Linked DNA regions of Mus musculus: all the other regions are linked to region 3. Evidence: chromatin contacts called from public Micro-C and promoter capture Hi-C data. All regions are on one chromosome and are shown on one strand. The core of a region is the stretch at or near the end of the contact, and the rest is flanking DNA. Distances in the headings are between cores, read along the strand shown.

Region 1 (5,762 bases), core at 856-3,355, 970 kb after region 3:
GTGCTAAGCGCAGGGATTTGATTTGAGATGCGGAGGGAGTCTTGTGGATTTTCAGCTGAGAGCAGGTATCACCCTATGGATCCAGGGCCCTGCCTCCCTGAGGCTGCTCCCCCGGGGGACTTTTGTGTGACATTCGTCCCAGCTCACTGCTGCCACAACCGTAAGAAGTGGGTGCTTTAGTTGGAGCCGCGTTTAAAGGGAGAAACTTGGCTCCATACAAAATGGTCTAGGCTGGGACCATCCAGACTTGTGAGTGATCCTACACTGAAATATGGGGGGGGGGGGGGGAAGCGGTCCCCGCGGCCTCTTAGGAGGGAGGCATGATGACCCTGCTCCTGAAGTCAGTCTCATCCTAGTTACACAAAATGACCAAGAGCTTGGCTTCCTCCCACCCCCTCCCGCCCCAGTTTCAGTTGACACTTTATAAAAGCATCGGTTGGAGATAGTTTATGGGGCCAGGAGACTCGTCCAGCAAGGGAAGCCACTGATAGAGCCCTATGACTGAACCTCCGTTTCTCCTCTTTAAAAATGTGGGATTCAGAGAGATCTCAAAGTGTCTGCGAGCTGTTTCGAGACACATAGGCAACTCCCCCCAACCCTCATTGCTTTATAACTGTAGAGGGTCATCCAAGCTATAGGCTTTCAGGGTTCCTACCCTCTTGGGTACCCACTTCCATCTCTCTCCTCAGTGGAAAGTGGGAATTCGGGCTGAGCCTCAGGCAACTGGGCTCCCCTGACCCTCCCCCTCACAGGCAGCCTTAGGAGGTAGGCCTGAAGACTGAAGGGCAAATGAAACTTCAGTTTCCTCCCCTGAAAAGGAAATTTCTCTACAAAATACCCTAAAGAGCCTCTGACAGCGGTCTGTGGGAGTTCGGGAAGGGGGGCAGATCTGGAGGTCACCTATGGGCACACATCCTTTAACTGGAAAAGAGCTTCACGTCCCCTCGATTTGGAGGCACCCTTGATCTGAGGTCAGAGGCAAGGCTGGACTGGGGCAGCATGCAAAATACAGCCTGTGCCGGCTCGGAAAATGGGCGCCTTCCTCAGCTCACTTCTCGCTAAAGGCCAGCTATGTAGCGCCCTTCTGAGAACTTCCCTCCCTGAGGTACAGCCCAGAGTCCTCAGGTCTGCAATTGCCAGTGTAAGAGGAAAAAAAAAAAAAACAAACCGTAAATAAAAAGAAAATAATGGAGAGGAAAAGAAAGGAGAAAGGGGGGGAGAAGAAAACTTGGGGGTGTGGGAATGTGTGGCCTGGGGTGGAAGGGTGCGCTCTGGCCTACAAGGCCCATTCTTGTGATCCTGTGGCTCTGTGTGGGCGAAGGCACAGTCCAGCAGCGTGCAGGCTACATGTGGTGCGCCCTTCCAGGGTGGGGCCCCTTAACTGTACTTAAGTCCCGTGAGAAGGCAGACGCCAGTCTGTGGATGGTGCTGAGGGGTGCTGTCTAGGCCGACTGTGTGGCGCAGAAGCCGGCTTGCTAGAGCGTCTATGTGCACGAACACATAACCACACATAAGCGTCCACCTCCCTTCTTCCTCCCTTTTAATTTAGTTGGACCACAGAGTTCTAAAGTCTGTCCTGGAGAAAGGAACGGGATGGCGACTCTCGCCTCCTGCGAACCCGGTTCTGCCAAAGGAGGCAGCTACAGAGCAACAACCTAAGTCAGTAAGCCCCCAGACCCTCGCACAGATGTGCCAGGCGCCTCGAAGACGACAAGGCGCCTACCACCAAAGCTGAAGGCGTGGGGGTGGGGAGAAGATGGGGAACCGAGAATCCAAAGAAACTTGAGGCCAGCGGGCTTTGAAGGAGACCCGCAGACATCTCTTCTTGCAACTCGCGCCAGGGCGCAGCCGCCTAGCTCCAAGGTCCCTCGCACCAACTCCTGTAAAGGTCCCCTTCGTCACCCGCCCTGCCACTAGGGCTTCCCGCGCGCGCGCGCGCGTGTCTGGGCTGCGGAAGGCCCACACTCACCTGGTTTCGAGCGCGCAAGTCCACCTGGGATCGTGAATCGTCCTGCGCCCCGCATCATCTCTCCAAGGCCGCGACCCCGCAGCCAGGGCCGCTCCCTGACGCGCTCCCCGCCTGCGCCACCCGCTTTCCGGAACCCGGCCTGGCGCGCAGCGTCGGAGGCCCCGCGGCGGCGGCAGGCCGAGCCCATAGGGGCATCAGGCCAACTCCCCCCGCGCCCGCGGGCTTCTCTACTCTTATTATTAAAGGATCCCCCGGAACGTGTTTACGTTGAGCCTTGTAAACTTCCTGCCCCGGACTTTGCCATCTCTCAGGAAATCAGAACCTGCGCTTGTAAAAGGGGACACGGGGCCGCGGGGCCAACTAAGCGGATTTCAGAGTTAAGCGTGGGGGGAGGGGGCTCCGAGGAGACTTTGCTCTGTGAATTCAGATCTGAGAGTGGCAGCTTCCCGGGGGACCCTGGGGAACGTGAGTGGGGAGCGCACTGGTGCAAGCCTGCGCGTCTAAGTTGGTGATTAGAGGATTCGCTTGGGGGCATCGTTGTGTGTGCGCTCCGGGCGCGTGTTAATGCACGCGTGTGCGCGCTTTCATGAATGAGTGCACGAAGCCGCCTGCTAGGGAACCTGTGCGGTTCGTGGCACTGCACGACCTGAAGCCACTCTCCGGGTCCCGCTTGCAGCGCTTGGAGACAAAGCGCCCGCTAAGCCGCCTGCGGTTTCGTTTTCCGCCCGCCCGCGCTCGGCTGGGGCAGTGGCTGCAGCGCGGTTGGGCGAGTCCGAGGAGCGCCGGGCGCCGGCGCAGCGCTTCCCAGGGCGGGGAGTGAGGGGAGGCGGTCCCTCTCGGGAACTTACGCCGTCCTGCCCCGGGGGCCGGGAACCCAATCGCTCTCTCTGCCCGCGCTGGTCACGACCCAAGGCCTCCGCCACCGCCGCAGCCCAGCGCGCCGGGAAGACCGGAGTCCCGGGCGCGTGTCCAGCCCGGTCATCCGGGCCTAGGAGGCGGGGACCGGCACACCGGGTCCAGGTCGGCAGAGGCGGGGCAGGCTTCGCAGTCCGGGGAGCGGGGGTGGAGGGGGGCTGGGGACGCGTGGGGAGGGACCTGGGGGGCTTGAGCCCACTGAATAGCTACGGGGGATCGGACACTGCAGGCTGCGGGGGCGCAAAGGCGTGCACCGGCGGGGGGGGGGAGTAGGCGGGGGGGGCGGTGCCGGGCCCCCTGATGCGCGTGGCCTCCCGCAGGGAGGAGGAGGAGAATAGCGCGCCTGGGGAGGGCGGGCTTGCGGGGGAGGCGCGCTCGGGAGCCGCAGTGACGGCAGAGGTGCAGCCGCCCCGCGCAGCCCCCTCCCCTCCCTCCCCTCCTGCTCCTCCTCCTCCTCCCGGCTCGGCAGCGCAGAGCAGCGGCGGCAGCGGCGGCGGCAGCAGCCACCCGATGTCCGCGCCCGACAAGCAGCAGCCGCCGCACGGCGGGGGCACAGGAGGAGGCGGCGGCGCGGGCGGCCAGGCCATGGACCCCGCGGCGGCGGGCCCCACCAAGGCCAAGAAGACCAACGCCGGCGTGCGGCGGCCGGAGAAGCCGCCCTACTCGTACATCGCGCTCATCGTCATGGCTATCCAGAGCTCGCCCAGCAAGCGCCTGACCCTCAGCGAGATCTACCAGTTTCTTCAGGCGCGCTTCCCCTTCTTCCGCGGCGCCTACCAGGGCTGGAAGAACTCCGTGCGCCACAACCTGTCGCTCAACGAGTGCTTCATCAAACTGCCCAAGGGCCTCGGGCGACCCGGCAAGGGCCACTACTGGACCATCGATCCGGCTAGCGAGTTTATGTTCGAGGAGGGCTCGTTCCGCCGGCGGCCGCGCGGCTTCCGAAGGAAATGCCAGGCGCTCAAGCCTGTGTACAGCATGGTGAACGGGCTGGGCTTCAACCACCTCCCCGACACCTACGGCTTCCAGGGCTCCGGAGGCCTCTCGTGCGCGCCCAACAGCCTGGCGCTGGAGGGCGGCTTGGGCATGATGAATGGCCATTTGGCTGGCAACGTGGACGGCATGGCTTTGCCCAGCCACTCGGTGCCACACCTGCCCTCCAACGGCGGCCACTCGTACATGGGTGGCTGCGGTGGCTCTGCGGCCGGGGAGTACCCGCACCACGACAGCTCGGTGCCCGCTTCACCGCTGCTGCCGGCCGGCGCCGGCGGAGTCATGGAGCCGCACGCCGTTTACTCCAGCTCTGCAGCAGCCTGGCCGCCCGCGGCCTCCGCGGCTCTCAACAGCGGGGCCTCCTACATCAAGCAACAGCCTCTGTCCCCTTGCAACCCAGCCGCCAACCCCCTGTCTGGCAGCATCTCCACGCACTCCCTGGAGCAGCCATACCTTCACCAAAACAGTCACAACGGGCCGGCAGAACTGCAAGGTGAGTGCAGGGGGCTCCAACCCCAGACCCAAGCCATGACAGCCACTGTGAACCGATCTTGCTTCTAGAGCATTAGCCCCAATTCTTTGGGTACCAACTGCTCTCTCTCTCTAAGGAGAGTTTTGATGTCCCCAGTTTAGACTGGTCGAGTTTCGTTTCTTGTTTCTCTTTTCTGGCTGCCCCTAGCCTGACCAGGTAGGCCCCATTCACACCAAAAAGACTCAGACCCCAGGCTCTCTTAAGTCCAGGGAACATCTGGGTTCCTTCGCCTCTAGCAAAGGCCCTGTGTATCTAGCCAGCGGCCTAGCCCTGGCCAACAAACCCACCTTTCTGATACTTCCCATGCAAAGAATCTGTGTCAGGCAAGAACGGAAAAGTTAGGCCCAAAGCAAGAGTTAGGCCCAAAGAGGCCTGGACCAAACACTGAGAGGCCCAGCCCAGGCCCTTCAGGAAACCTGGTTTGGTGAGTCCAGGGGCATTTTGTGCAGACTTAAGCTGGGTCCTGTGTGGTGGCCAGGCCTGGAGTTGGGGGTCAGAGTCATAAGCCCCAATGCTCTTTGTCTTTCAGGATCCAGGTTTCAAGGCCCCTCAGAGCCCACCCCAGACTCCCCCACTGAAAAAGAAGATAGCTTTCAGCCTCCAAGCCTAGTTCTGGAAGGAAAAGTCGGTAGAGGGATAGCCATAAATAAGCTGTCAGGGCCACCCCAGGGAGGCAGACCAGAGGAGAGAGGTGGTTAGCTGTTGGTCCACCTCTCCACAGGGTCACCCCACACACACACATATACACACACCTTATGCCTGTCCTTAAGGGGACTCTTCAGCTGCCTGAACCTTGATGTGGGCTTTGAATTCTGTTGACCCTGCATTGGGCTTCTGGCTCCACCAGGGTGGAAATGGCAACTGCAGAAATCTCAGCGTTCCAGGCTCTGGGGCATGAGGCCATGACGGACGGACGGGCCGCCTCCTAGGCCTTCCCCTTCCGCATCAAAGAAGCCCTCTGCCAGGCAAGGAGTCCAGACTGGAGAGGCCCAAGCGGCAGGAAGCAACCTCGAGCAGGACTTGGAGTTAGTGATTTAGTCCAAATCCAGGAAGGCACAGCGAGGGACCACGAGGGACCACGGAGGACTCCGTAGTCCCCTTTCTCAGTTCAGTTCCTGCCAAATGCTGGGAACCCCAGGAAGGCCAGTTTTACTAGGAAGTGGGGCTAGGAGGAATGTGTAGAGCAGGGCTGAGTTGCCTGCTTACACATAACCAAGTTCATTGGGGCTTCTAGGCTGGGTCCTGAACTCATGCCCTGGAAGCTAATGTTTTGCTCCCTCCTTTTGCTGTCGCCCTACCCTACAGGCATCCCTCGGTATCACTCACAGTCGCCCAGCATGTGTGACAGAAAGG
Region 2 (6,292 bases), core at 1,938-4,437, 520 kb after region 3:
GCTTCCCTTTAGAGTAACTGGGCTCTGTTTATAGTCCCTTCAGAACAATGGGCTTGGAGACATAAAACCTCATCACCAAATGGTCCCCAGATCCTCCCCAATGACAAGCAGGCAGACCCACTTCCTCTTGCAGGATCTACTCCCCCATAAGCAGGGGTGAGGGAGGGATGGCTCACCCACTGTACTGCACAAGACCCAGCCAAGGCTCTGAGAAGAACCTCAGAAAGAGGGCAGCGAGGGCTTCTCTGGGCCTCGCAGACTAATTACATCAGAAGTCACTTCGCCACTTGGCTTCCACAGGTTTGCAACACACAGAAAAAAAAGTCAGACGTCATCATGATGTGCACCTGCTTGGAAGGCAGGCCCTGGGCCATGTCTGGGGGGAGGGGATATGGCAGAGGGGTGTGTGTGTGTGTGTGTGTGTGCGCGCGGATTGGGCTCCAGGGCCACACAAATCCAGAGCTGTTGAGGGATGAAGTGTCAGTCTCCGGGCTAAAGGCGGGATGCCGGGGTACCGTGTGGGAAACGTACATCCTGTGTGCTTCAGTATGAAGCTGCAGTTGACTTGAGATAGACCCTCTTTTGGTTCCTCCTATGGAAACTTGGCTACGGTAGCCATAGTCCTGAGGGCGGTATCAGCTGTCGGGAGTGGAAGACTGAAGAGCAGGCGGTTAGGCTGGGAGCACCCCTCACTGTGGTCTCTGCCCAGTGCCCTCTGCCAGCCAAGAGAGCCTGACTCACAATGGCACTTTGCCCCACCTCCTTAACAAAGCCGTCCTTTAAGAACCAGGCTGGGCAGGAGCAGTCAGAATGGAGGAATGTGACGGTTTGCTAGGTGTGTGGACCCCAGAGGCTGGGGGAGGCAGGGTAGGGCAACCTGGTCTGTTAGCTGATTCCCAAGCTCCCACAAGGAGCTGCTTCCGGCTGGGCACACCCCCCTCTGGGTTTCTTCCTTCTTTAGGAAAGTCACTTGATTTGTGCGGCAGGATTAGAATTCCTTCAATTCCAGCTCCGGCACCGTGCTGAGAATAGATGCTTGCCTTGGGGTACCTCCCCTCAAGGCCAGACAGCCAACCTGAGAGTCTTGGGGAAGCTAGAGAGACCAACAATCATGGAAACCCCACCCAAGACCCCACCCAGGGCTAACCCTGGCTTCCCACCAGCCTGCTGCCTGCTCTGGGCCACTTGAGGATATCTATGCTCCACTTTGCCGCTTACATTCCATTAAAAACATCTGCTAAACAATAAAGCCCGCAGCTTAACAAAGTATAACAGCGCAACAAAGTGTCCATATGTTTTCTATAACAGTGAGGCTTGAACTTGGGATGGTGTGAGGAGAAGCTGGATCGGTCAGTGGTTAAGAGCACTTATTTCTCTTCCAGAGGACCAGGATTCTGTTCCCAGCACCCCATGGTGGCTCACAACCACCTGTAACTCCATCTCCATGGGCTCCAAGGCCCTTAAAGGGCACCAGGCATGTGCAGGGGGCAGACATACATGCCAGCAAAGCAATCATACACATAAAATGAAATTAAACAGTTTTCTTTTTCTGAATGATTGAGCCCAGGGACAGGGGTAAGGATTCTGTGACTTTGGTGGCTATTAGCGGGAGACCATGGCTGTGTGGGGCCTGGGAGATTGACACGCAAAGTGGATTTCTCTTGAGTGGGCTATCACCTATTAGTCTCTATGGTGGGCTTATTTCCCATGATTTTACAGGCCTGGCCTAGCTTCCCCTCCTAACCCCCAAGATGAGAGCCATTTCCTGCTGCCTTAGGGCTAACACCTGGACTTATCACCCTTCCTGCCTCAGTTTCCCGCCTCTAAAATGGGGACAAGAGGCAACTTTGGTTAGAGGGTTGTGTGAGTGTGAAGACAGCCAGCTCAGGAGCAGGTCTGGCACAGGCCAACTGCTGGCTAAGCACTCACATCTCCGCGTCCTCAGCCCAGGAGGACGAGTTGCTTTGTAAGTGACCTACACCTCCCTAGGGGACGCACACTCCGGCCTGGTGTGTGCCCACCAGCTGAGGCCTTCCAGGGACAGATTAGACACAGCTTTCCACGGCCTTGGGGCTGGTGGAGGGATTAAGTCTTTCCATAAATATACAGCCTTTCTCCTGTGCAGAGGACCCGGACCTGAGGGAGGGGGGACCACGAAGGGGACCAAGCTACATTGTGTCCTGACTAGGAAAGGGATCTGGATAGGCAAGAGGTGCTTTCAGCTGCTAGCACAACCAGAGAGGTGTCTCAGGCTGGAGAGAGACATCAGAATCTGCCACACAGGAGAAGCCGTCTGGGACTCAGTTTCCTTGTCTGTAAAACAGGGCGTGTTCTAACATTTCTCTACTCTCTCGGGAACGACTCCTACATTGCGCTGCACCGTTCTCTTGGCAAAGGCCAGAAGTCCTTCCTGCCCTCAGAGTCCCCAAGGGGAGCTGCGGGTCCTCTTTTTAATAAGCGCCCTCCCCAGATCTGCCAGGGCCAGCCCTGCCAAGAGAAGTGCCTGCTTCGAGCGGGTCGCCCTTTGCGGTCGCGAAGCTGCTTTGATGTACTGGGCGCCCCTAAGCGAGGCAGCTCATCAATAATACATTGGAAACACTTGGTGGAGGGAAGCGGTTCCTCCCGAGGCCTCCTGCCCCCACCTTGCCCGACTGCTCGGCAACCTGACAACCCAGCCGGGTGCAAAGAGGGGCCTGAGGCTGCCACGCGCGGGACACGCCCCCGCCCGATGTCAGACACGCGGCCAGAGGAGGCCGAGCTGATCAGCGAAGTCTGCAGGAAGTTGTGGGACGCCAGGGTCCAAAGGGTCCCCCATCACTCTGGAGTCCCCACCACCTTGGGGTCTCCACAGGCCACCCCTCCCCCGTCTCCACCCCACCCCATGCTCCCTACCCTCCCGGGTTCCCCAACCCGGGTCTCCACCGTCTCGGATTCCCCACCTCGGGGTCCCCTTGGTCCCAGATCTCCACGATCCTGGGGTCCCTCGTCCTGGGTCCCTATCCCAGGTCGCCAAAACCCAGGTCCCGGTGCGTCCGCCGTGGCGCGCACGGCGCGCGCACACTCACCGCTTCCTGGGGCGCGCTGGGCGCGGACGCTGGCGGCCGTGAGGGACACCAGGCGACGCGCTTGCAGCCGTGGGCCGCGGGGGTCATGGCCCGGCCTGCTCTGCCTGCAGCCGCGCTTGCCTCGGCCCCCGCCCGGCACCTGGAGGGCGGCGCCGCCCGGGCCGCTCCGCCCCGCAGCCCGCCCAGGGCTCAGCCACAACCCCTGCCGCCGCGCCTCCCTGCCCGCCTCCCCCACCGCAGCCGCGCTCCCGGCACCGGGCAAAGTTTGGGCATCGGCCGGCTGTCCCCGGTTCTGTGGAAGGAAATGGGGAGCCCGGCTCCGCCTCCTGTGCAGAGACGCAGAGGTAACGCCCCCGGCTCGTCGCTGCAGTTGGGAGGTTCAGGTGGCATTGTGACTCCCGGGCTTCCCCGCTGCTGGGTTCTGGCATTTTGACTGGCCACGTGCCCCCGCCTGTCACAGCTGGCAGAGGACCTGAGGGTGAAGACTCAGAGGCCTCGGGCTGCCGCCTCCCCACTCCCTATATCATGATTACTTTTGTATTATTTGAGATAGGGCCTCTTGTAGCCCACACAAGGCTGCCCTTGAACCCCTGATCCTCTGACCTCTATCTCCTAAGTGCTAGGATTACAAGCTTGGGGCCAATGCCTAGCCACCTTTATTTTTATGTTTTTGATGTCATGGCTTCCCCGTACCCCTCCTCCATACATCCAGCAAGTATCCACCACTGAGCCATACACCCACACCCTTTCAATACCCAGGTGTGGCTTCCAGCCCTGTCTCTTTTTCTTTTCTTTTCTTTTCTTTTTTTGGTTTTTCGAGACAGAGTTTCTCTGTATAGCCCTGGCTGTCCTGGAACTCACTTTGAAGACCAGGCTGGCTTCGAACTCAGAAATCTGCCTGCCTCTGCCTCCCGAGTGCTGGCCAGCCCTGTATCTTAATGGTTCTCTCATGGGACCCTCCTCAATGCCCCACGCACCTGCCTAGATCAATTCTTTGTCGCAAGTCTGTAGCGTGTGGCCACTCTACCAGCCTCAGGTCTCCGTACCCCCGGGCTGTGTATGTTTCTAATGACTATAAGGGGAAACTGAGTCCAGGGCAGGAAAGTGGAATTCCTGCGGTGGATACACAGGTACGATCCTACTATGAACCATCACTAAAGAAAAATGCAGTGACATTTCAGACCCTGGCTTTGTTAAGGCCACAGGGATAGGAGATGGATCAAATATTCTTCAGAATTCCAGCAGAAGTGGGTAGGATAGCCCATGTCCCACCTTCCCCAGGCAACATGGGGCCTGCCCTGGCTTGAGCCCCCAGGTCCTCGTGTGAAGTGGGCATTCCTGGGCCAGCACTTTGTGCCTGCCTGCCATGTCTGTCTCCAGGCATGAACCAGGATGGGCGGAAGTGTTTAGGAGCTGGAGCAGGGCGTTTGCTGTGGTCTCCAGCTTCACAACACAGCATGTTACATCACCTCCCCCAGCCGTGCCCCTTCTCTGGAACACAGAACAGATGCTTCCCATACATGTGTACACATATTTGATTAAAATTTTCCTCCCCTTAATTCCTAGTTTTCCTTAGGGGTTCCCTGGAACCTTCCAAAGGCTGATGACATGGCCTTTTTTTTTTTTTTTTAAAGATTTTATTTATTATATGTAGGTACATTGCAGCTGTCTTTAAGACACCAGAAGAGGGTGTCATATCTCACTCATGGTTGTGAGCCACCATGTGGTTGCTGGGATTTGAACCCAGGACCTCTGGAAGAGCAGTCAGTGTGGCTCAGCACTCAGCTGAGCCATCTCACCAGCCCTACATGGCCTTTTAACTGATCATTTCCTCCCATGAATCCCAACAGACTACTTCCTGAGCTGCCAATGGCCCTATGTCCAGATTCTGCCCTCTGGAGCAAAGGGGCAAGGTTGTCTCCTCTCATGGTGATTAAGGAGGTATGGGAGCCCTAGGAGATAGCAGCCAGAGTCTTTGAATTCCTCTTCTGGATGGCGAAGGACCTGGGCTAGCCAAATGCCGGTGCTGGTGGATGTCAGCCTGCCCCAGAAGTTGGGTTTGTTCTTTGTCACTAGTACTGATCTAATGCCAACACGGCAAGGGGCCTCAATGTCCCCATGTGCCTGTGACACCCCTCCGGGGTAGACAGTTATTCTCACGTATGGCTATTGTGGGAACCTTGGCTTAGAGGAGTCACAAGCACAGAACACGTTCAGCTTCTTGACTGACCATCTCCAGTTAGTCCTTGGCAAGAGAGCACCCATCATGGGTGTGGGTGTGGGTGTGTGTGTGGGGTGCATATGGGAGACGGGGCAATGCTCCTGTCACCTGTTGTTCTGAGGTGGGCGCTTCTCCATAGCCTCTGAGAACTTGGGGCTGAGCCTCTGAGCCATGGCTTCTATCTCCCTCCTTCTCCCCCAGTGAGGTCCTTCCCTGCTCCCCTGATGCTCTCCCGATGTTAGGAGCACAACACTACCTCTGCACTTACAATACCCTTACATGAGAGCCCCTGAATATTTGCCAGTTGCTCCCAGAGCAACAGCCTGCAGGAATCACTCAGGGAGCTCAGGACTGTGGCTGTGGGTGTGGCTCATTTGTAGGGTGCTTGCCGAACTTGCATGTACCCTTGGGTTCCATCACCAGAACCTGATAAACTGTGATCCCAGCTCTCTGGAGATGGAGGCAAGAGAGTCAGCCTGGGCTATATATCAAGTTCAAGGTCAGCCTGGGCTACAAGAAAAAGGTCTCAGAAAAAGAAAAAGTAAGTGACACAGATGTGGTAATGTCCTCAACCTCCTCCAGCCCGGAGCCTGACTCAGCTGAGCTAGAGAGGCCCAGTGATACCCGGTGACAGCTGGCCACAAGGGAGACCTGGAAATCTAGTGTCAAGAGCCCATCAGCTGCAGGCTGTGCCGAGGTGTGTGGCTGCTTTTATGGCGAGGTGGTATTGAAGCTTCTAGAAGCTTCTGCAAACGACTCTGGGTCCTAGAGGAGGAGGGTTCCCCTCACCCTGCTGTGGAAAACAGCTGCAGAGACATTGAAGATCAGGTGGCACCTGGGGAAGTCATCTCAGAATCACCTGGAGTTTTAGGGCAAGCTGGGCATCCTTGGTGCTGTCCTGAGTAGGTTGGTTATGAAGTCAGGTCCCCTTCCAGATGCATGGGCAGTGGGACAGTTGTTCCTACCCCACCCCCTTCACCTCTAAGGATTATTGTTCCTCTCAGCC
Region 3 (6,416 bases), core at 938-3,437:
GTACACTGTAGCTGTCTTCAGACACTTTTCTTTTCAAAGATTTATTTATTTATTTATTTATTATATGAAAGTACACTGTAGCTGTCTTCAGACACTCCAGAAGAGGGTGCCGGATCTTGTTATAGGTGGTTGTGAGCCACCACGTGGTTGCTGGGATTTGAACTCAGGACCTTCGGAAGAGCAGTCAGTGCTCTTAACCACTGAGCCATCTCTCCAGCCCCCTGGTTTTGGTTTTTCAAGACAGGGTTTCCTTGTTTAGTATTGGCTGTCCTCAAACTTGACTCAAACTCACAGAGATCCACCTGCCCCTGCCTCCCAAGAGCAGAGATCAAAGGCGTGCACCACCTCTGCCGGGCCGATTTTATGATTATAAGGTATGATGTCTCTTTTCCATTCCCAAATCATGATTGGCCAAATCTCCCTTTTAGGATATACCCATGATCCTCTTGAAGAGCCCACAGAGAGGCACACCACCACAATATAAATGATAGCATGATAAAGTGGGGGTCTTCTGAAGATGCAGATCTTTGTTAATGCCCACATGTGGCAACTGGGAAAGCCCTATGGTACCTTAGTCTCTGACAAAATGGACAACCTATCTGCACATTCAAGGATGTTTACCTGCAGAGGAACATCTTGACCACCGGAGAACATAGCTACCAAGACACAGCCCAGCCTCCTCATTATCTAGCTCCTTGTGTCTCGTGTCTCAGCGCTTCATTTTCAGAGGGGCCACCGATATGATCTGAGTCATCCACCCTGAGTACTTCCTAGGTTGACACCAAGTTCACTTGTCTGTGGCTTGCAGAAGGTTCTTCCTCGTTTTTAAATGTCATGTCATCTGCCTCTGTCCAACTTCCTGAGGAGGTCAGAGGCCTATTAGAAGGCAGGGCAAATGCCACTAAATCTCATGAGGAGAAGTAGAGTTCCTCAATATGGAATGGGATCCCTTAGTGACTACATTTGTCTTCAGTGCTCCCCAACAGCTGTCTAGGTGAGGTCAGGGTTACAGAACTTGGTACCTAGTGCCATCTTCCTTCTCTGAAACAGGGGAGGGTTCCTTTAGCCCCGGCACTGTCCCCTCACATTCTACAACTTTTCTGAGCCTTATCTATAGTCTGTTGGACTCTGTTCAGAGCAGCTGTCCTTAGTGTCCACACAAGGATGAGGGCTAGCACCCACCCTTTCCCTCCAGAGCTGGCACCAAGTTCTCACACGCAGACGTCTAGGTGTGAGACCTTCTCCTGGGGTGGCCACGTGTCCCTAAACTTTCCAAGAACTTTAGCTCCCAGCCTTTCCTAAGGCTCTCTTAAACTTTCCCAAGAAGCCTTAGTTGGACAGATCTTCCCATCTGTTGTCAGCAAAGGGCAGGTGCTCGGTTACCACCATCTATATCATCTTCCTGATTGGCAGAACTCCAGCCCCCTGCCTAACCCTCAGGACTTCAGAAAAATCCCAGAAGTTCGGCCTTGGTTTTCTTTAGTTTTCCTTTTCCTCCCTGGTGCTGGGCATGGGAGTCAGGACCTTGACCACTCAGAGGCAGTGACCCGCCCCTGAGCTCCACCCCCCAGCCTCTTTGTTATTTCTTTATTGAAGAGATGTGGGAGAAGCTGAATGGCTGGACGTTGTGCTTACTCCTATTTATGAAAAGAGCCAAATCTACTGGCCTCTTAAAGACACGCCTTTCGGAAGACAAACGGGACTCAGCTGGCCACTCGCGCCTTCAAAGGCGTGTGGGTCCACGGGACCTACGCTGGGACTCTGCTACCCCAGGCCAGACCAGCCTCGAGGGTCACCTTCCTCTCCCAAACCACTTTTGCGCGCAAAAACGCCGCGACCTAGTCATCCTCTGCTGGAACTCTGTTCCTGAGCGAACCCGCGCGGCTGTCGGGAGGCGCAGGGACTAAGGGGCGCTCCCGCGCCTGCGTACAGGAGCTGAGCGAGGCCCGGCGCTCCCAGCAAAAGTGACAGCTCGCGAGTCACGTGGTGCTCTGGAGGCGTGGCTCCCGGCTTGCTCCAGAGAACTCGTACGTCACGCGGGGGAGGAGGGTGGGACTGGGCGTGGCGCCCCCTGTTGACTGACAACTCTCTCCGCGACACATCCAAAGGGCCCGACTGCTCGCGCGTCACGTGCACCTAAAGGGGCGGGGCGCTCCCGCTGACTGACAGCCCGCTCCGCCGCGCCTCAGAAGGACCCGGCACGGCTGGTCGCGCGGTGCATCCGCGGCAGCTGCAGACCCGACGGCGTCCTGCCCGCCCCCCTGCCCGGTCCCGCGGGCCGCCGCGGCGAGAGGGCCTCGGGCTGCGGTGCTGCGCTCGCGAGGGGCTGTGCGGCGTGGCTGCGCCGGGACCGGTGAGGAGGGGTCGCTGGCGGCGTGGGCGGGTCGGCTGGACGGCCGGTGCGGCGGGCAGGGCTGTCATTCTGCTGGTCTCAGTGGAGGGCCGCGAGCTGCTCAGAGGCCACGACCGCGCCGGAGCGGGCTGGGAAGGCTCGGACCCCGAGGCCGCTTCTAGGATTTGGGAAGACTCGGACCCAGTCATGCACGGGTCTGCGCTCGCCCGGAGTTGCAGGGTTGATGAGACGTGGGAAGGTGACAAGGGGAGGAGGAAGCAGGCTCGGCGGTCCAGTCCAGTGCCGCACACGGGTGCGACCTACGGAGTGAGCGGGAGCGCGGCTCTGCCGGCGCAGGTGCGCTGGCACGGGCTGGGCCCCCGACGTGGAGCTGTCCCGGTGGTGAGTCAGAGGTAGAGGTGAGCTGGCAGCTGGCAGGCCGGGCTACCCTCGCCCCAGCTGGGATCCAGCCTGTAACCCGATGCTGAGGTTCTGATTCATTCCCTTCGATCTGCCTCCCTCCCAAATCCTGAAAGCAGGACAGCGACACAGCATGAACCCCAAGACAGGGCAAAGAGGCTCGGGCATTAGTGAGCCGCATCCCTTCCCTCTTTTCCACACTGTGGTCAGAAGTAGGGATGTTTAGGCCTTTGAGGACCAAGATGGCAGATAAGCTGTTTTGACGGGCTCCGTGGAAAAAGTTGACACCTGGGATTTTCTTTTCCCCTCAAACACTGGTGATTTCTGGTTGGTGATGATGAGCTAGCTCAGTCTCTGTTGCAATCCAGAAGTTTCTTGGGATGGTTGTCTTTTGGATGGTCTGTGTCAGCTCATGTGGAGTGGACTCCTATCTCTTGAGAATGTCACAAGTATACGCGCATCACAAATCTTAAAGAAATTGAAGTGAGTTATCTCCGCAGATGCTAAATGCATTCTATCTTCATGGCAATGTTTGTTTCTTCCAAGGTAAGTGGTTTTAGAATAACCCCAAATGGCGCTGAGGGAGCTTCTCTGAGGACAGCCTCCCAACCCCCTGCGCCCCTAGAGAGCTATTGAGTGGGCAAGTCATGTGAATACCCCGGCTTTCTTTCCTTTTCTCCCTTCTTCGTCTTCCTTTCACAAGCGGAAAGTCATCGAGTTAAAAGGAAACGTCAAGGGGCTGAAGAGACGGTTCAGCCAGCCCTTGAGAGCATATTCTGATCTTTGAGAGCTCCAGAGTTCAGTTCCCAGCACCCACCTCAGGGGGCTCCCAGCCACCTGTAACCCTAGCCTCACAGAATCTGATGCTCTTTTCTCGCCTCCTCAAGCCCCTAGTCACACGCATACAAAAAAGTTAAACAATAAAAACAACTAAAAAATGAAATTTCAAAAGCCAGATGCAATGGTATAGACTTGTACTTACTATTAGTACTCCAGAAGCGGAGAAAAGAGTGTCATGGGTTCAAGGTCACCCTGGGCGGTATAACAAGACCACGTCTAAAGAGAGGAATGGAAAGCTGAATGACACCCCACTTCAGGATGACAATAGGAGAATGACTTCTCCTGTCACTCGGTTCTCTTGCTTTGGTAGCTTCCAGAGTACTTTCAACAGGATCTCCTTGTTCATCTCCACCATTAATTTGGGAGTGGCAAGTATCATTCCTCCTGTGACACAGATGAAGAAACCAAGCCTCGCTTGTCCAGGGCCACTTAACTGTTGGAGGCAAAGAAAGCTCCACAATACCTTTGTTGCTAAAAGTGCTGGGTATAGTAGCTCATCACCCAAGAGGACGTGAGATGGGCATGAGCAGCTACGCTTCCTGTTGGGCTGGAGGGCTGAGTGGAGTCTCCTTCTCTGCTCTCCTTGCCTCACTGACAGTCAGCAGGGCTGGCCAACCAGCATCACTATACTGTTACCTCTCCCTATACCCTCTGTGGCAACGCAGATTTGTTTCTAGGCTTTGAGAAAGCCAGTAGGAAGTGCATTGCAGAGTATCTTTGCTCAAGTGCTTAGTTTCCAAACAGGTCAGGTGTCCTCAACTGTGAAGCAAGACAGCATGGCCGGTCCAGGGAGACCTGCCCCAATGATTTTCTTTTCCATCTCCCGACCAGAGAGAAGCACGGTGAAATCCATGGAGCTGCTGCTGGCTCTGCTGCGTTCACCTAGATTTGGGATGTGGCATTGTTTGAGGTTTTGTGGCATTTTTTTTTCTATTTTTAGCATACACAGCTGCTCTTGTTAGGGAAGAACAAGCTTTTTATCCCATTCTCTAAATCTGGGCAGCACCACAGAACTGCAGGGGGTTACTTTATGGCTGTCTCTGCAGGTCAGTGGTTCAGGCCAGACCAAAAGCTAAAACAGTCGTGGGTACATGTATCAAAGCCAAGGTCCGACCTGAAAGGTTTCCTTTACTCCGTGCCTCCAGGGACTTTGTTCTTTTCTGGATAGCACATTTAATGAAGGTCACAGGAAGCCATCCAGAGAACTCATTGTAAGTTGCTACAGAGGTGCAGGTAAGCCAGGAACATCTTGATGGCCAGAATTACAGAACATGCAGGGCTGTTACTGGTAAGATCCCAAGGAGCAAAGGACAAACTGTGCGGTTAGAAAGGCTTGTTTGGAGAATGCCATGGTCTCTCATGATGAAGTTCAGACGTCTTCTCTTAGGCTGCCAGGTGCTGACACGGGTGCTGACTGGTCTCGCCTGAATCTCCAGTGTCAGCAGCTACCCCTGTCACTCCCAGAAGTCTCTTAAGCAAGCCTAGTTTGCTGTGCCACAGGGCCTGTGCACTGGTTGTTCCTCCTTCCAGATTTCCTTGTAGGCACCTCCCTGTCATTCAGGTAACCACTCCTATGTCACATGTTAAGTGAGCCCGTCCCTAAGAGTCAAAACAACCTTCCTGTTTCCTCTGGTCCCCAGCCCACTCTCTTCAGCACATGGCAGTATTCTTTATCTGTATTAGAAATAACCTTGTTCCTTTGAGAATATTTTTATTATCTGCCCACTGTTCGCTGCTGTATCAACACGTTGGGAACAGTGGTTGTCTTGTAGAAGTGCTCAGTGCATACTTACTGTAGGACCGTTTATGTCAGAGCCTGGCAGGATGGGAGGAGGCACTACTGAGGTGGACACTGAATCGGCTTCTCTTATGGGAGATAGCAGCTTAGCAGCTGACCAGTGGGCAGAAGAGTTCAGGCATGGTGGATGGGAAGAGAAGCCAAGTGATGGGTTGTGTCAGTCTCCTGGAGGAGCTAGCTATAATAAAGCTCAATAAACCACGTATCTCAATACAATATAAATGTATTCTCTCAGAGGCTCACATACCAGAAGCCCAAAGTTGAGGCAGGAATAGGGCAGTTTCCTTTTCCTTGGTTCAGACTCCATGTGTCTTTCAGCTGCTGCTGGTTGCTGGTGAGCCCAGGCATCCTTCCCTTATAGCAGACTCACTCTAGCCTCTGCCTCTGTGGTCTCATCTTGTCTCTGGGTCTTCTCTTATAAGGGCACCTGTTAGGCTGCATTTGGGGTCCATTTTATCCTATCGCGGTCTCAATCAGTCACATCTATAACTGTCCTTTTCCAGATAAATTCACACTCACATATCTGGGGATAAACTTCAAATGACATTTGAGGGTGGGCATGATTCAACTTAATGTCTTCCAGCTACAAGATCTAGTGATCTCTAAGTTGGATGCAGTGGTGCTCACCTAGCACTCGGGAGGCTGAGGCAGGAGGATTGCAGCAAGTTTGAGGCCAGTTTCATAGAAGTTGGAAGTCAGGCATGGCTATAGAGTAAGGCCCTGTTTCAAAACACTAACAAGCAAATAAACAAAAACCAAAACAAGCCAACAAACAAAGCCAACAACATATAGTGACATTTTAACAGGACAGATTGGTGGAAGGTGCTTGGCAGTGCTTAGGATTGGTGACAGTGATTTAGATGTTTTCCTGGAAAGCGTCCATGATCCTCCCATCTTCAGGGGAAGGATACGCTGTGTGCTACACCGAAGGTCCTGGGACAGGGTTTCCTGCTTCGGCTTTTTGCTGGATTATGTCCAATGGAGTAGAAATAGCTTGTCAGCGTCTAGCAGGTAAAGCTATTCCAT
Region 4 (5,602 bases), core at 110-2,609, 550 kb after region 3:
CCAAACTCGGCAAGGCCACAAGAGTGAAACCCTAACCCTCTCCCCCAGAAAACAAAAGAAACAGAAATCAAGGAATGCGAGTCGCGTCGGTAATCCCAGTTCTCAGGAATCTAGAGCAGGAAGTGCTGGGAGTGCCAGGCTAGCATGGGGGGCTACATTCAAAGCAAGTCTCCGATTCAATGCAGTCATTTTGGTGGGAGAGGGGGAGACAGGATTAGCATTCCCTCCTAGGCCAGCTCAGATTTTTAACTTCAGAGCTCATTCTGAGATGTAAATGAGGCTGTGGGGAGACTGGGTGGTTACGGGTCTGATCTGTTTCTCAGGTGCGTCAGGACTGCACCTGAGAGCGCTTCCAAGATGTAGTAAGCAGCGCCTGACCATATCAGTCCAGGGCTTTATAAAGGCAAACCGCAGAGTTAGAATTCCGGGTCTTGCAAATGTCTCTTAAGCAGAGAAACCGAGTTTGATTACAAGCGCAGAAACAGCAGTCCGTATTATAACCTATAATCTTGCTAAAACAGCAAGTCTGGGGCAAAAAAATCGGCAAGTGGACCCACAAAATACAAAAACAAACAAACAAACAAAAAAACCTCTGTAAAACTAGAGATTTACATGCTATAGGCATTTTTTTCTTTGTGGCCTCACAAACACATTAAGTTTAAACTTTAAACGTTACCTATCCCAGATCTCACTAATGTAGACCAGGCTGGCCTCGAACTCTTGCCTCCCCATCTCGAGTGCTGGTTTTAAGGACGTCCACCACACATTCGAGTTTCTCGGTCATCTTACAAAACCTCGAGAGCTCCCCGGGAGCAGCCGCAGCGTCCCGCGAAGGGCGCCCGACTCCGCCCGGCCCGGAACCCCGCGCCGCGGCCTCGACCGCGAGCTTACCAGGGTGAGCGCCACCTCCAGCATGGGCGTCAGAGCCAGCGTGCCGTGGAAGAGCGGGATGCAGTCCACGAAGAGCGTGTGGCTGCCCGCTCCGGGAGGATGCTCCTTGCGCGGCCTCTGCCTCTCGGCCACCAGGAGCCCGTTGACGGCGCAGTGCGGGTACTTGGCGCCGTGGAGCACCATCTTGCAGTAGGCCTGCGTAGTCAGCTTCACGCCGGGCATCGCGACCCACGCACCGCGGTCCTCCGCCACGACCCTCCGCTGCACGCCGTGACGCTCTCGCACCTCCGGCCGCGGCCTCCCGCCTCAGCCGGTCGGCCGGAAAACGTCTGCCGGAAAGCAGCTGCTACCCGCTCGGCCTTTCGCGACAGTTACCGCCCCGCCCCGCCTCGTCCTGCCCCGCCCTGCCCCGAGCCGCGCCGCCCCGCCCCGCCCCGCCCCGCGCTCTGAAACGGACGGGCTTGGGGCGGGGCTTCCCTGATTCCCGCGATGCTTCGCGGCTCCGTCTTGGTCTTCCGGTTGCGGGCCCCGTTCTTCCGGTCGCGAGCACCCCAGGGTGTAGAGGGCGGTCGCGGCGGTCGCCTGGGCAGCGGTGGCAGGTGACGGCCTTGGACGGCGGGTGAGGGTGGCACGGTCGGGGGCCCGAGGACCTGGAGCGCCGGGGCCGGGAGCGGTGCCTCCGAGACGCCCCCGGACCCGGGACTTGAGCGGCTCGGTGACCTTGGGGCGCCCGCTTCCCCGAGCGGGTCTGTTGTCTCGGGTCCCCGCTCCGGCCTGCCGGGCACCGGGCGTTCCCGCTGTGCCAGGCCCGAGGGACAGCGACCTGAGCCCTGACGTCACGCTACGGTTTCTGCCGCCCCGGGCGTTGATTTTTTTTTTCCCGGGCTCGGACGTTCTTTCTCGGGGATCGAATCTCAGGGGTTGTGCTACAGTGAGGCGTGGGGCTCGGGTCGCTGGGGCGGGTGACAGGGTCATCCAGGTCGCCTGCGGGACGCAGGAACGGGAAGCGGGCCAGGGCCTGAGCCTGGGCGGCCTCCTCCCGCTTGCCCTTCGCAGTCTCTGTACAAGTCAATTTTTAAAATAAAACTCAGTCGCAGGAGGTGTGCTACCGTGCTATCTATCTATCTATCTATCTATCTATCTATATATCTAGTTCTAGCAGTTTCAGTCATTTTTGTCTTTCTAGTTAATTTTTTAAGAAGCCGGATTTATAGTCATTGGCCAAAGCCATGTATATTACAGCCCTTGGCTTGATGTAAGGAAGTTCACCCTGTGCCTTCGCATCAGTAATAAAAACCGGATCCTGGGGGCATGCCTCTGGCCTGTAATGCCGGCTCTTACGAGGTAGAGGAAGGTAATAGTGGAAGCTTTCAGGCCAGTCCGTGCCTTAAAAAGTTGATGAAATCATTACCAAAAAAAAAAAAAAAAAACATTTAACATTTCGGGGGATAAGTTGCATTTACTTCCTTAATGTTTTGCCGCAAAAAGACTTTGGCTAAAAGGTGTTTGCTGTCATTGTTAAGAGGTATAAGGGTTTTTTTTTGTCTTTCAGAATGTTGGCTTCCAGAGCGCTGAGCCTGATTGGCAAGAGAGCCATTTCTACTTCGGTGTGCCTTCGAGCACATGGTGAGCAGGACTTTCACTCCCTTCCCTGCCCTTTTCTTTCTCCTCCCTTTGGTTTTTCATGACAGGGTTTCTCTGCATGGCTCTGGCTGCCTTGGAGCGCAGAGACTTAACCTGCCTCTGACTCCCATGTTCTGGGATTAAAGATGTGCACCGCCATGCCCGGCTCAGGACTTTTACTTTCTTTTTCTTTTTTTTTTTTTTTTAAAGATTTACTTATTTATTTTATGTATATGAGTACACACAGTAGCTGTACAGATGGGTGTGAGCTTTCATCTGGTTGTTGGGAATTGAATTTAGGACCTCTGCTCGCTCTGGTCAACCCTGCTCGCTCTGGTAGACCCCGCTCATTCTGGTCCAAAGATTTATTTATTATTATACATAAGTACACTGTAGTTGTCTTCAGACACACCAGAAGAGGGCATCAGATCTCATTACGGGTGGTTGCTGGGATTTGAACTCAGGACCTCTGGAAGAGCAGCCAGTGCTCTTACCTGCTGAGCCATCTCACCAGCCCCCGACTTTTACTTTCAAACAGGCAAACTAAATGTCTTTTTGCCCCTATGTCTCAGGTCCTGTGCTGGGATTTTTTTAACAAAGATGCCTGGTAGCTTGGCCTTACCGGGATTTTAGGGAGAGATGAGAATTTGAACAGGGCGTTTGCCTGCTTGAAGGAGCATGGATAAATCCTATTAGTCTGGGTCTTTGCTTGCTTTATTTTCTTCTTACATTTTTTTCTCTCTCCCTTCTTCCTTCCCTCCTTCCTCTCAGTCTCACTGTGTAGCTCTGACTGGCTTTGGACCCACAGGGTTCCAGACTGTGCCTCGTGAATGCTGTGGTTAAAGGCAGGACACCACACCTGTAAAGTTCTGTCCCTCTGTCTGGCGCCATGTCTGTCTTTAATCTTTTCCTGCCACAAGCCTCTGTAAACGCATAAAGCCCGCTTCTGTTGCCATCCCAGAAGCATGAAGCGAAGGGAGGCTGCTGGGCTTGAGTCTGAGCTGTGTGGATTTCACCTCAGCCATGGGCCAGCTGCTGGTGTCCTAAGGCTCTGCAGCAGTGAGAGTGCTGTGTCCTGTTGCTCTCCCCGGGGCACCATAGGTGCAGGCTGAGACAGAAGGGTGTTGGGTAAGGGAAGTCCCTCTTTTATTATCCAACACGGAAAAGACATGCTCCATCTCCAAGCACAGATATCTGTGACAAGACCAGTTTTTGTCTGACTTGGCTGTCATTTTTTGGCAGTCTGGCCAGTGGACAAGGAGCTGCAGTCTCCTTGTTGTCCTCTGTGGACATCTGTGCCCACAGTATTAGAGCGCTTTGGGAGCCTGCTGGGGCACTGCTGTCAGTTGAGGTATTCATGGTGTGAGGTGACTGAGAAGAGATCTGAGCCTTAACATCTGACAACCCGGGCAGCGCTTGCCTGGGGTGGGAACAGAAGTGATCTTGTGATTGCAGTCTTTGCTTTTCCCCCTTTTATTATTATTCTGTAAATTTTCCCCAAAGGTTGAGGTTTACTAAGGGCAAGAAGGGTGACTGAGGCCTGGCATATGCCTGGGTAGGTAGGGAAGGTTTCTGCAACCCGGTCTACTTGGAAGTAACCCTGCCAGCTCCCCTTACCCACAGCCCTTAGGCCCAGGAGCAGGGATGGTTGCTTGGGACTTGTCTTCATGTGCAACGTGGCCCTCAGCAGTCGGCGTCTTTCTACGTATCTCATGCTTCAGGTGGGGACGATGCCAGTTCTTGCCTAATGAGGCCACTCATTCAGGTGAGGTCACCTCCCTGCACATTTGAGTGTGGTCCTGCACAGGTGGCCACAGCTACGAGGAAGCCGGCTGTGGGCTCTGCACCTCTGACCCTGACCTTTTAAAAGAGGAGGGTTTAGCCTTTGTTTTCCTCTGACCCATGGAAGAGGCACAAAAGCTCTCAAGTGCGCCTAGAAAACAACTTACCCACTCTTGATCTAGAATGTAGTGCTTTATGGCTGCAATGCTCTGAGACCATGAGAGTTTATGGCAGTCTGATAGCTGAGCTGTAATTCACACGATACATTGGGTCACTCAAGTCACTTCTCGTTATTTCAGTGTAGTTGCTGGTATGTGCCATTATCATAGTTGATTGATTCTAGAACATTCTCACCCTAATTTACATCTATCTCAATAGCCTGCAGTCCTTTAGCCTAGAGGCATAGGGTTGAGGGCGCGTGCGTGCGTGTGTGTGTGTGTGTGTGTGTGTGTGTGTGTGTGTGTGTGTGTGTGTGTGTTGGTAGGAAAGTTCAGTAGCTGCCGTTCTTTTTCTGATCATTGTCTCCTAGTTTTAGGACAGTGTTTTTGTGATTGTTCAGTCAGGTCTCAAGCTTGAGCTCCTCCTGCTTCCGCCTGCCGGGTGCTTGGGTTCAGCGTGTGCTGTCAGGGCCAACTTTATGGGATGCTGAGGGTTAAGGTGGGAGAGTAATCCCGGCGGGTCTGTTGGGGTGGGGTTGAGCAGAAGAATGGAGACTCACTGGTTTTTTGTGCACCAAAGTAAATACACAGAAGGACCACACGCAGCACTGCTCAAGGCTTTGTCTATTGTGTACCAACATGACCTGGGGAAAGCATTCTGCAAAGCTTTGTCCTGCAGACAGCCGGGTCAAGTTAGAGCTTTAGCAACAGGAAGCCCTGGGGGCACCATCCAGCTTGGGTTCTTGTGGCCTGAGCTTTTGTCCTGGTGAGGCCACGCTCACTGTGATGGTTCCATGGAGCAGCTGGAGCCTCCCCTCAGGCTGGCACTCTCCACTGCTCACTTTGGGCTGACTGGACTGTTTTGAGTGTTTTAAGTGGGAAACATGGGAAGGAAGACAGAACTAACCTGCCGTGAGTCTGCTTGTTGAGCACAGCAGTCTTCCCTCAGAGTCTCGAGGGCCACCCTCTGCTTCCTGACACACGTGCATTCCTCCAGTGGGACCCAAGCCTCCTGTACTGCTCAGTTCTCACTTAGAGTGTGAGCCCATGGGGGGGTACAGGTGCTTACTTGTTTCCTGACACTGCCATCCAGACATGTCCAGAGTTAGCCTCAGTGACCAGTAGGCACTTGGTAAGTCCTTGGCTGC

The links. Promoter capture Hi-C pulls out the DNA fragments that hold promoters and counts their contacts. A called contact is a pair of places that touch in the nucleus more often than the background predicts.
Region 1: a Micro-C map of embryonic stem cells shows a contact between it and region 3, with 4 times the contacts expected there. The contact joins the promoter of Fendrr here to the promoter of 6430548M08Rik in region 3. A contact is called at or near these places in 1 of 39 promoter capture datasets (stem cell-derived epiblast-like cells), 1 of 484 Hi-C or Micro-C datasets (embryonic stem cells) and 1 of 9 other capture datasets (embryonic stem cells).
Region 2: a promoter capture Hi-C map of hippocampal neurons shows a contact between it and region 3, with 4 times the contacts expected there. The contact joins the promoter of 1190005I06Rik here to the promoter of 6430548M08Rik in region 3. A contact is called at or near these places in 6 of 39 promoter capture datasets (the 3T3-L1 cell line, the C10 cell line, cranial neural crest and 3 more) and 2 of 484 Hi-C or Micro-C datasets (embryonic stem cells and rod photoreceptor).
Region 4: a Micro-C map of embryonic stem cells shows a contact between it and region 3, with 3 times the contacts expected there. The contact joins the promoter of Cox4i1 here to the promoter of 6430548M08Rik in region 3. A contact is called at or near these places in 6 of 39 promoter capture datasets (the 3T3-L1 cell line, the C10 cell line, the HPC-7 cell line and 3 more), 5 of 484 Hi-C or Micro-C datasets (B cells, CD4 T cells, embryonic stem cells and 1 more) and 6 of 115 datasets of contacts at active chromatin or transcription factors (the SCID.adh cell line, astrocytes, embryonic basal ganglia and 3 more).

Annotation. Positions count from the first base shown.
Region 1 is chr8:121,081,005-121,086,766 of GRCm38.p6, forward strand. Fendrr (Foxf1 adjacent non-coding developmental regulatory RNA) reads right to left here and starts at 2,106. Exons shown (of 6, transcript NR_045471.2): 1 at 1,970-2,106. It overlaps Foxf1 (forkhead box F1), which reads left to right and starts at 3,382. Exons shown (of 2, transcript NM_010426.2): 1 at 3,382-4,370; 2 at 5,715-5,762. The coding sequence starts at 3,395.
Region 2 is chr8:120,631,203-120,637,494 of GRCm38.p6, forward strand. 1190005I06Rik (RIKEN cDNA 1190005I06 gene) reads right to left here and starts at 3,188. Exons shown (of 4, transcript NM_197988.3): 1 at 3,066-3,188. The coding sequence starts at 3,152. The region is part of intron 1 of Gm27021 (predicted gene, 27021); the gene reads right to left. Gm33075 (predicted gene, 33075) reads left to right here. Exons shown (of 2, transcript NR_168723.1): 2 at 962-1,269.
Region 3 is chr8:120,111,965-120,118,380 of GRCm38.p6, forward strand. It overlaps 6430548M08Rik (RIKEN cDNA 6430548M08 gene), which reads left to right and starts at 2,188. Exons shown (of 13, transcript NM_172286.4): 1 at 2,188-2,353.
Region 4 is chr8:120,666,866-120,672,467 of GRCm38.p6, forward strand. It overlaps Cox4i1 (cytochrome c oxidase subunit 4I1), which reads left to right and starts at 1,360. Exons shown (of 5, transcript NM_009941.3): 1 at 1,360-1,490; 2 at 2,444-2,517. The coding sequence starts at 1,381. Gm27021 (predicted gene, 27021) reads right to left here and starts at 1,277. Exons shown (of 4, transcript NM_001308449.1): 1 at 892-1,277. The coding sequence starts at 1,113. It overlaps Emc8 (ER membrane protein complex subunit 8), which reads right to left and starts at 1,222. Exons shown (of 5, transcript NM_010926.6): 1 at 892-1,222. The coding sequence starts at 1,113.